Regions from separate parts of the Hordeum vulgare genome. Here region 2 is linked to region 1. The links are chromatin contacts, called in public Hi-C maps. All regions are on one chromosome and are shown on one strand. Each heading gives the region's core, a stretch centred on a gene start, on an enhancer-like site or on the middle of the called end of the contact. The rest is flanking DNA. Distances are from core to core; before and after follow the strand shown.

What was found. Hi-C and Micro-C count contacts between places; a contact is called where the count stands out from the background.
Region 2: a Hi-C map of leaf shows a contact between it and region 1, with 4 times the contacts expected there. The contact joins the promoter of LOC123398655 here to the enhancer-like site in region 1. A contact is called at or near these places in 3 of 6 Hi-C or Micro-C datasets (leaf and seedling).

The regions. Positions count from the first base shown.
Region 1 is chr5H:445,767,008-445,771,235 of MorexV3_pseudomolecules_assembly, forward strand. No RefSeq gene overlaps it. Among protein-coding and RNA genes, the nearest start is that of LOC123398327, 45 kb to the left of the region's middle. Within about 2 kb of position 2,299, at least 1 of the 3 cell types and tissues checked has open chromatin away from gene starts, as enhancers often do. A contact at or near this core is called in leaf, where this site is marked.
Region 2 is chr5H:445,894,899-445,899,205 of MorexV3_pseudomolecules_assembly, forward strand. It overlaps LOC123398655 (WRKY transcription factor WRKY62-like), which reads left to right and starts at 1,500. Exons shown (of 4, transcript XM_045093106.1): 1 at 1,500-1,605; 2 at 1,705-1,968; 3 at 2,090-2,206; 4 at 2,332-2,849. The coding sequence starts at 1,537. The coding sequence ends at 2,694.

The sequences.
Region 1 (4,228 bases), core at 1,049-3,548:
AGCCGTGTCCCCGGTCAAGGACGTTGTTTGACGAGTCAAGTATCGGTCCTAGAGTCGGTCTTTGGAGTATACGTGTTATTAATAATATTGGATGTGGTGCACCATATGATGATGCAGGACATTATCATATCGTGTATTATTATTCTGGACTAACCATTATGATTCTCTTTGTTGGGTATCCTTGGGACGGTTCCACCTCCTGGATATTTAAAATTTTATTCTTATAAGCACTTTATGTGGTGTCGCTCAGACGCCCGACTGTGGTATTGTTTTTATTATTCTTATAAGCCCTTTATGTAGTGTCACTGAGACGCCCGACTGCGGCACATTGTTTTATTTTATCCATGCCCTTACTGTGGTGTCGCAGAGACGCCCGTTCGAGGCTTATTAATTATTTCATGCCCTGTGTGTGGTGTCGCGCAGACTCCCGACGGTGGCTTATTTTATTTTATTTTCTGTTATGGATATCTCGGGAGGACTACCGCCTGATTTATCCTCTAACTTATTTATTTTCTGCACTTATATTATGAATATAACTTGATCCTAACCATGCATAATAAAATCAACTGCATGCATTTCATCATTGTACAAACTGTTTGCGAGTACTTCTCGAAGTACTCACTGGCTTGTTGTTGTGGCCAGATATGGATGAAGGAGACCTCATGGATGAGAAGTTCGATAGAGAGTCCGATGTGTAGAGGAGTCCGAGTCAGTCTTGCGATCCTGGAGTCCGTCGCTGTTTTATTGCACCGCTTCCGCCACCTCGAATAAATTGTTGAGCTTCACTCTGAGGCTTAACGCGTAGTAGTAGTACTCGTCATGTCACATTACTCTGATGTGACATGTCCCCTTTATTTTCGCGAGCAGTAGAGTCACCCTAAGACCACTGTAACATTTCCATCTATCCTAAGACTTGAATGTGTTGTAATAATTTGTAGAGTGACCCTCGCTCTACTTGTAATATATTGAGTACTACTGGTTTTCTGCATCAAGTTGAGTTTGTCAGTGGGAAATATTTTCTTCACCCTGGACACGAATGGCTGATTTCCAATTAAATCTGTTATTTGGAAACCGGTCGTGAAAAAAAACTAGGTAGAAAGGAGGTATGCATGTATGTAATTTATTGCTAAAATTAATCCCATATACCTAAGAGAGTCATCCCTATAATTTATTTATCTCAACATGCAAACATATCATCTCATCATATAATTATGAATGAGATAAGACTCACCTCAACATGCAAATCATGCATGGGAAGGGACTCACCACAACATTCGACCATGCATGAAAAAATGTTTTTCACTTAATCATTCTACTTATATTCAATAAATATTGTTACAATTATACATGATCAAATATAACAAGTCATATGTATTTTAACTTCTGATTTCATCTTTATCAACTGTTGTCAACCAATTTCCACAACAACGCGTGGGGTATCATGTAGTTTGGTTAATCTGCTATAGCTGCATGCACTCTTAACACATGGTAGGGAGGGCAAGCTATTTAGATAAAAAATTGTGTGAATATGAATATTAGTATTATTAGTAATATGTTGCTTACCTTTAATCACATAATGTGTCATGAGTTATCACTTAAAAGAGAGTTAAAGAAATATAGGATAAGGAAACTACTCCCTCCGTTTCAAAAAGCTTGTTCCAATCTTGACCCTGGTGCTAGATACATTTATTTGAAGAACAAGTTTTTTCGACAAAATGGATAGATATGAAGGACCCACACATGCATGCAATAAATTGCTGTAAGTAATTTGGTTAGTGTGGCATGGCTGCATGTGTTATAAAATATGGTACTAGGAGAAGATATACTCCCTTCGTTTCTAAATATAATTCTTTTTAGAGCCTTCACTAGAGGATGTATATAGACATATTTCAGAATGTATATTTATTTATTTTGCTCCGTATCTAGCCCCCTAATAAAATCTTTATAAAAACTTATATTTAGGAACTGAGGAGAAGATACATGAGCTTTCATATGCACAAATATATTTTTATGTAAAAACGTTTTGAAACACAAATGAATATTTTATTGTATTATTTATATTGCGATGCTCTTTTTTCCCCAATATATGGAGTTTTCTAAGTATAAACTTTTTTTTAAAATGGACAATTATTTGGGATTGTGGGCTTAAGGCATCAAATAGGTAGGTGTGCTCTAGTTTTCCGGTTCTTTTCTTGTCCGGTCTCGTTGCTATCATGGGTCACGGCCAGTCTTTGTTCGCTCCTCGTTGCTCTCACGGGTCACAACTTGCAAAATGTATACCATCAATAATGCTCCACTTGCACAAACAAAACCTACAGACTCGAGGTCAAGGACGCGGCGATAGGAAATACTACTAGGTACACATTACAATATAATACAAGAAGTAAAGTAGAAGAGTGACCAGACGGAGTATTTTCCTTCAACGAAGCGATGATTAACGTGGATGCGTAAGAGCATCTACATTCAAAACTTATAAAAATGATACTTTAAACGTGTGGGGACGTGACCGAACGTGTCCGTATGAATTGACCGGACACATCTAAAAAAAAGTAATGCATCTGAATATTTTATATTAAATTTTTCAAATTTATATAAAAGCATGCAAACATATAGACCTACATACTACGTATAAACTATCTACGTCGGAGATTTAGATGATCTCCGTGCCCTACGATGGATAGATATGCGGCAGGTGCAGCTCCGCCCCTTCCGGTGCCTCTACTGCGCCCCCTCCGATGCCTCCGGTTGATCCGTTGCGGCTTCCTTTGCCGCTATTTTTGCCTCAAGCTCGTCGAAAAGGGCGTCGGCACCCGCCTGCCTCTGCCGGATGTGCCGACGATTGGACTCCACCTCGGCCTCATCCCGGATAGAATCCAGGATGACCTGCTGCTCCGTCATCTTGTCAGCTTGGGCGACGACGAACTCCACCCCCGCCTTCGCCATGTTCAAGCCTAGAGCATGGATCTCCGGGCGTCCTCCTTCTTCTGGACGTCCTCCTCCATGGCCCCCGACACCTCCTCCTCCGGTTGCTCCGCCTCCTCCTCCATTTTCGACGAGTCCTAAGGGAGACCCCCAGCAATGCAGGCGACGCGTGAGCCTGGATCTCTGCCTCGATCTGCATTCGATACTCCGATGTGAGCCGATCGTAGGTGCTGATCCTACAACGGACAATACTGAGGCCGAGAAGGGGGGGGGAGGGGGAGGAGGCCGATGGGATTGAGTGACAACGAAGGGAGGAAGGATGTGAATCTGCTAGGGCTAGGGGATGCAAACAGTCTTAAGTAGCCGGCTATGGCCTCGGGCGGCGAGTGGGAGCGGCGCCACTCACACCACGGCAACGATCGAGGCGCACGTCAGACCTTTGGGTTTTTGGACGAGTCCGCATGGGACCACGTCGTCAGGACGGCGTGGCGGGCGTGCCCGGACTGCCCTATATCCGCCTCATGTTAGGGTTGGATATGAGGAATGCCGGTCAGCCCGGGTGTTTGAGGTCTGTATGAAGGACCTGACTGGATAATGTTTTGTGACCGGTCGACTTGTCCGAATGTTAGAGACTGATATAAGAGCAACTCCAACCGGCTGACCCAAACGGACGCGCACTATGTCCGTATTTTGTCCGTTTGGGTTGGCCCGATGGACATCTGTGTCCGCTTTTGCAATTGGGTCCGCGCTTGCGCTCGAGCGACCCATTTTTAGATGACCTGAAAAAATATATAAGTAAATATTTTAAAAATATGGAAAACCATTAATTAAATATTTAATGCGGCCTGGAAGGCCGGCGATAGTCCACATTACATTAAACATAAAATTAAATAAACTAAAAATGAGGAGACGCGCTGCCCTAGGCGTCCTCTTTGTCATCGTTGTTGGGGACGATAAGGCAGCGTAACATCGAGGTAGGGGGGGAGGAGTACGCGGTGCCCTCAACGCCACCTCGCCTGGTGCACTCGTATGCTGACCCGCTGGCGAGGCGGACGGGAAGACGCTGGCGACGGGAGCGCGCAGACAGGGATGACGGGGAACTTGCCCTTGTCTTTGCTAGAGAAGAAACGCATGATGACTATGATTTGCCGTCGGCGGGGGAGCAGCGGGTGGCTAGATGTGGATGGAGACGACTTCTGAAAGAGGATGAGCACCCCTCCCCCTCCCCGCGCGCACGCTCGGATGAAAAAAGGACGTATGTGGGTCGCTGATGCGTGGGTCCGTGATGGACGGTCATTGATAATAA
Region 2 (4,307 bases), core at 250-2,749, 130 kb after region 1:
CCGACATCCCTTTGACCTAGTCACCTGTGTCTAGCCACATGATGGTGTATGTCATCACACCGAGCAGCTCTAAGAATATCTCTCCATCGCCGGAGGAGAAAATCCCACTCTTGACCTATCTAACCCCTTGCCAGACTTCCCGATGAGCCTGTAAGTTGTCGTTATGATCTCCGTGTTACAGATGACCAAAAGTCTGTTGTATGGTTCGAAGAGACTACGATACTCGCATGGTCTAAGGAACTAAAGCATACGTTAACTCTCCATGTTATAACAATTGACATGCGGCGATTGTATCTCAAAGTATAACAAACGAGTTTGGGTTGATTCACTATGACTATTCTTCGAACGTCATATTCTTAATCGAAAGAAGAACATATATTGCGGAAAAGTAGAAAATGTTCATGCACTTAATTTTCTAATAGATATGTGTAATAAATATTCATCTTATATTATTTTGAAAAATATGTTCCTATTTTTTGGAAAATAGTTCTACACCTATAAGAAGATTCAAAAGGTTGTTCCTTCAAGTGTGGGTATATGCGCATGCAATTTTAAAATATATTCACTTATTTCCCCACAGATAGAAAGAAAAGTGAAAATTAAAGCCAAACAGGCATACCAAATAGTTTAAAAGGTAACATTAACTGGATTCAAAAATTAAAAAATGTAAAAATAAAATTCTTGAAAATGTGGGAAAGAAAAAGCACATGTTATTTACCCAGCATCGATGCATGCTTTTGACGGAATGGGGTCTATTCAAGGGTAGAATGGGAGGATTTACCCTAGCTTCTAGGTATTTTTCTTACCTTTTCAGAAATCTACCGTAGCATTTAGGTTCTCTGGACATGGGTTCGAGCTTTAGTTTACATCTTCTCCGTCGTCGTCAAGTCTTCGCTGCTCTAACGGTACCAGTCTTCGTCCACTTGCAAAATCAGTGATAAGCAATAATGCTCCACTTGCACGAAAAAGAACAACACCTCGTGTGCTGGCTACGGACATATAGTTAAGTTGAGATGGACAGCGAGTGCATTAGCAGTCAAATAAAAAACAAAAAGATGAATTTGTCTGAATGTTCTCTCGTGCAAACAACCTACTCCATAAGAAACCTTGAGGTCAAGGACGCGACTAAACGAAATAACCACTTCACACAAAGCTACATCGAATACGACGTCGTCACCCGCAACATGCGTACGTGTGTGTGTGTGTGCAGCTCTAGTACGCTATCCGCCGTCCTCTTCCTGACGTAGAAAAAAATGCGTCACAGAGGACGTTAGGCAGTGACGCTAGGGGATGACATGCTCACATGCGTGCACCTGGTGGTGAGCAAATCGGTCGCTTTCGTTCATCGGTCAAGTCAATGGATCGAAGAGGCAAAACATGAGAGCGAACGAACATGTACCTGCACGTACTGCATCAATCGATCTACTTACAGGGTCTAGGGCATCCCCACGGCACCGATCAATCGTTTATTCGCATTCTGCAACGTGCCTATACAAGGCCGTATATATCGACGCCTGGTGCAGTGTTGCTGAGGCCATGGACGACGGTTCGTCATGTCCGACCAACAGCGCCGGGCTTCTGCCGCTCTCCGCCGGCTCCCCGACGGTCGGTCCATGATCCCCCCTCATTGATGATCTCCATGTATTGTTTTTTCGTTTGTAGCTGCAGTCGTTGCTGATCACTGCGTTCTTGAACGCGGAGCAGGCTGAGGGTCTCGAAGAGAAGCTGAGGCGAGTGCGCGAGGAGAACCGGCGGCTGGCCGGCACACTGGGCGCCATACTCGCCGATCGCCCCGACCTGCGTGCTCTCATGAGGGCGCCAGCGTCAGCTGTCGCCTGCGCTAGGGCGCCGAGCGGCTCTGCCTCCAATGCAGCGAGGGAGGAGGCCGCCGGCGTGACGGTGGAGCCGCGGCCCAAGGTCAGGACGGTCTGCGCGCGCGCGGAGCCGGCCGACACCGACGCCAACCTTGTGAGTCGAACATCCTGCGACAATTGGCATTGCAACCACGCACGCCGTGTTGATCATCTGTCATATCTCGAGCCATGCATGACATGAACGGTGCTTTCTTTGCTGCTCGCTACTCGCGCAGAGCGTCAAGGACGGGTACCAGTGGAGGAAGTACGGGCAGAAGGTGACGCGCGACAACCCGCACCCAAGATCCTACTTCCGCTGCGCGTTTGCTCCATCTTGCCCCGTGAGGAAGAAGGTATCAATAGTGCTATCCCGTTAGCTATAGTGCCATCATGATCACGTACTCCCAGGTTTTAGGAAATCGTTGGCCAAACCGCCAATGTAATTCTTCGGTTTTGCTGAATTTTGATATGCATATAGGTGCAGAGAGACGCGGAGGACACGTCAAAGCTAGTGGCGACGTACGAGGGCGAGCACAACCACGCTAGATCCCCGGAGAGAGAATTCGTCTGCAACGAGTCCATAGCCATAGGCCACAGGCCGTGCTCAGTCTCCATTAACCCGTCCGGCCGGACGATCAGGCTAGAAGATATGACGAACCATGGGTCAGGATCGAGGCTGGACCTGGAGACTATCCGGAGGGAGGTTGTTACGCCTGAATTTCAGAAGCTTCTAGTGGAGAAGATGGTGAATTCGCTCAAGAATGATGCAGATTTCATGCATGCTCTAACGAATGCGGTGGCTGAGAGAATACTGGAAATTATTCCAGCCCGGCTAAGTTAATGTGCCAAGTAGTATTTAGGTGTGGATAGAAATATCGACACAATTTCTATTAAAGTTATAGTTTTTACGAGTTTTCTATTCCTCATTCAGCTAAAACTTGCTAATCGTCGGTCGATTTGAACACAGAGTAGTCAGGAGAGCAGATCAGAGGCCAAGCCAGGACGTAGCAGGAGACTTGCACGTCGTGGCTGTCCGTGGCATGGCCGTCAGAGGCGAGGATAAGTAGGGTCGGTCATGAGATTTTAGGGGTCCTAAACGAAACTAAAACTCGGAACCCTTAATATATATTTTTTGAAAAGGAGGAACCCTTAATATAGGCGTCACATAATAACAACAGTGAATATACATATGTATATATACATAACTATTACTATCGATTAGACTTGAATTAATGACGATATTAACTTCTCCGACATGCTCGACAATCTCCATAGCAGAGAGTACGTGATCTGGCAAAGTGAATCTCAGAATCTTCAGTTCGGTAACAAGATCATATACCTCAACATCAGATGGACCATCAAGAGAAAGCTCATGGAATTTTGTGCAACAACCTTCTATAATTCATAATCACTTCATGACTTAAGGGTGTCCGGTCTCAATAAAAATCCAAAACTATCTTTAAACACCATGACTTCTGTGATTGTGCCAATTTATCCACAACCTTTTTTCTTTTCTTTTTTTGCTACCCGATGCATATATGACATGATAACACACAAGGCTGAGAATTTTTTTGCATCAATTGTTGAGCAGCACCGGCTATGCATCAAGGAACAGCAATATGATATACCACATGATTGAATCGGTTACGGGAGTTAGCGCATGCGCCTACACCAAATTATAGATGTGGTGGTGGGGGGATGGAATCAATTGAATTCAGCGAACTGGATTAGCGTGTCCCTATACCTCCGAAAATTGAAATCAACGGCGAATTAGGAAGGAAATTAATTACCATGAGTCGGGAGGGAGGAGGCGGTGTTAAACATAATGTAATCTTCATCAGCTCAAGCTTCAGCTCCTGCTCCTGCACCTTCAGTGTCTACACCTCTAGCTCCAGTGACATCTGCAGAAGCCTTCATCGATGCTCTCTTGTCCACTCCATCTTCAGCTATCCGAGGAGATCGTGCCCAGAGAGACGCTTAGTTCTAGACCTTGAACTTTTTGGTAACATGTTGCCAAAGGGGGAGAAGTGTATAGATCAAATAGGGCTTCGAGATGGAGAGCTTTGCATTTTATTTGCTCTCTTTTGGTTTTTCAAATCTTTTAGTCTTCCAGATGACTTTATCCGTTTAGAGGTGTGTTTCATCATACGCTATGGTTGTTTGATGCTACCACGTTATTAGTTTTGAGCTATCTACATGTTGATCATTCACGTCTTGTTTGGTGTTATGTGCATTACTATTCATTCATATCGTTTATGCGCACCACCAAGTTCAATGTGACATGGAAGAGTAACTCATGTTCCTAATCGATTATGCATTTGCATTGAAACGCAAATTTAAAATAATACATAAATTTAGGGGGAGCTCTTGCTTTTCACGTACTTCTCAAAGTGTCGATGCTAATGATTGATTATACCTTTTGTCGAAGCTTTGATCTATATGTTATCATCAATT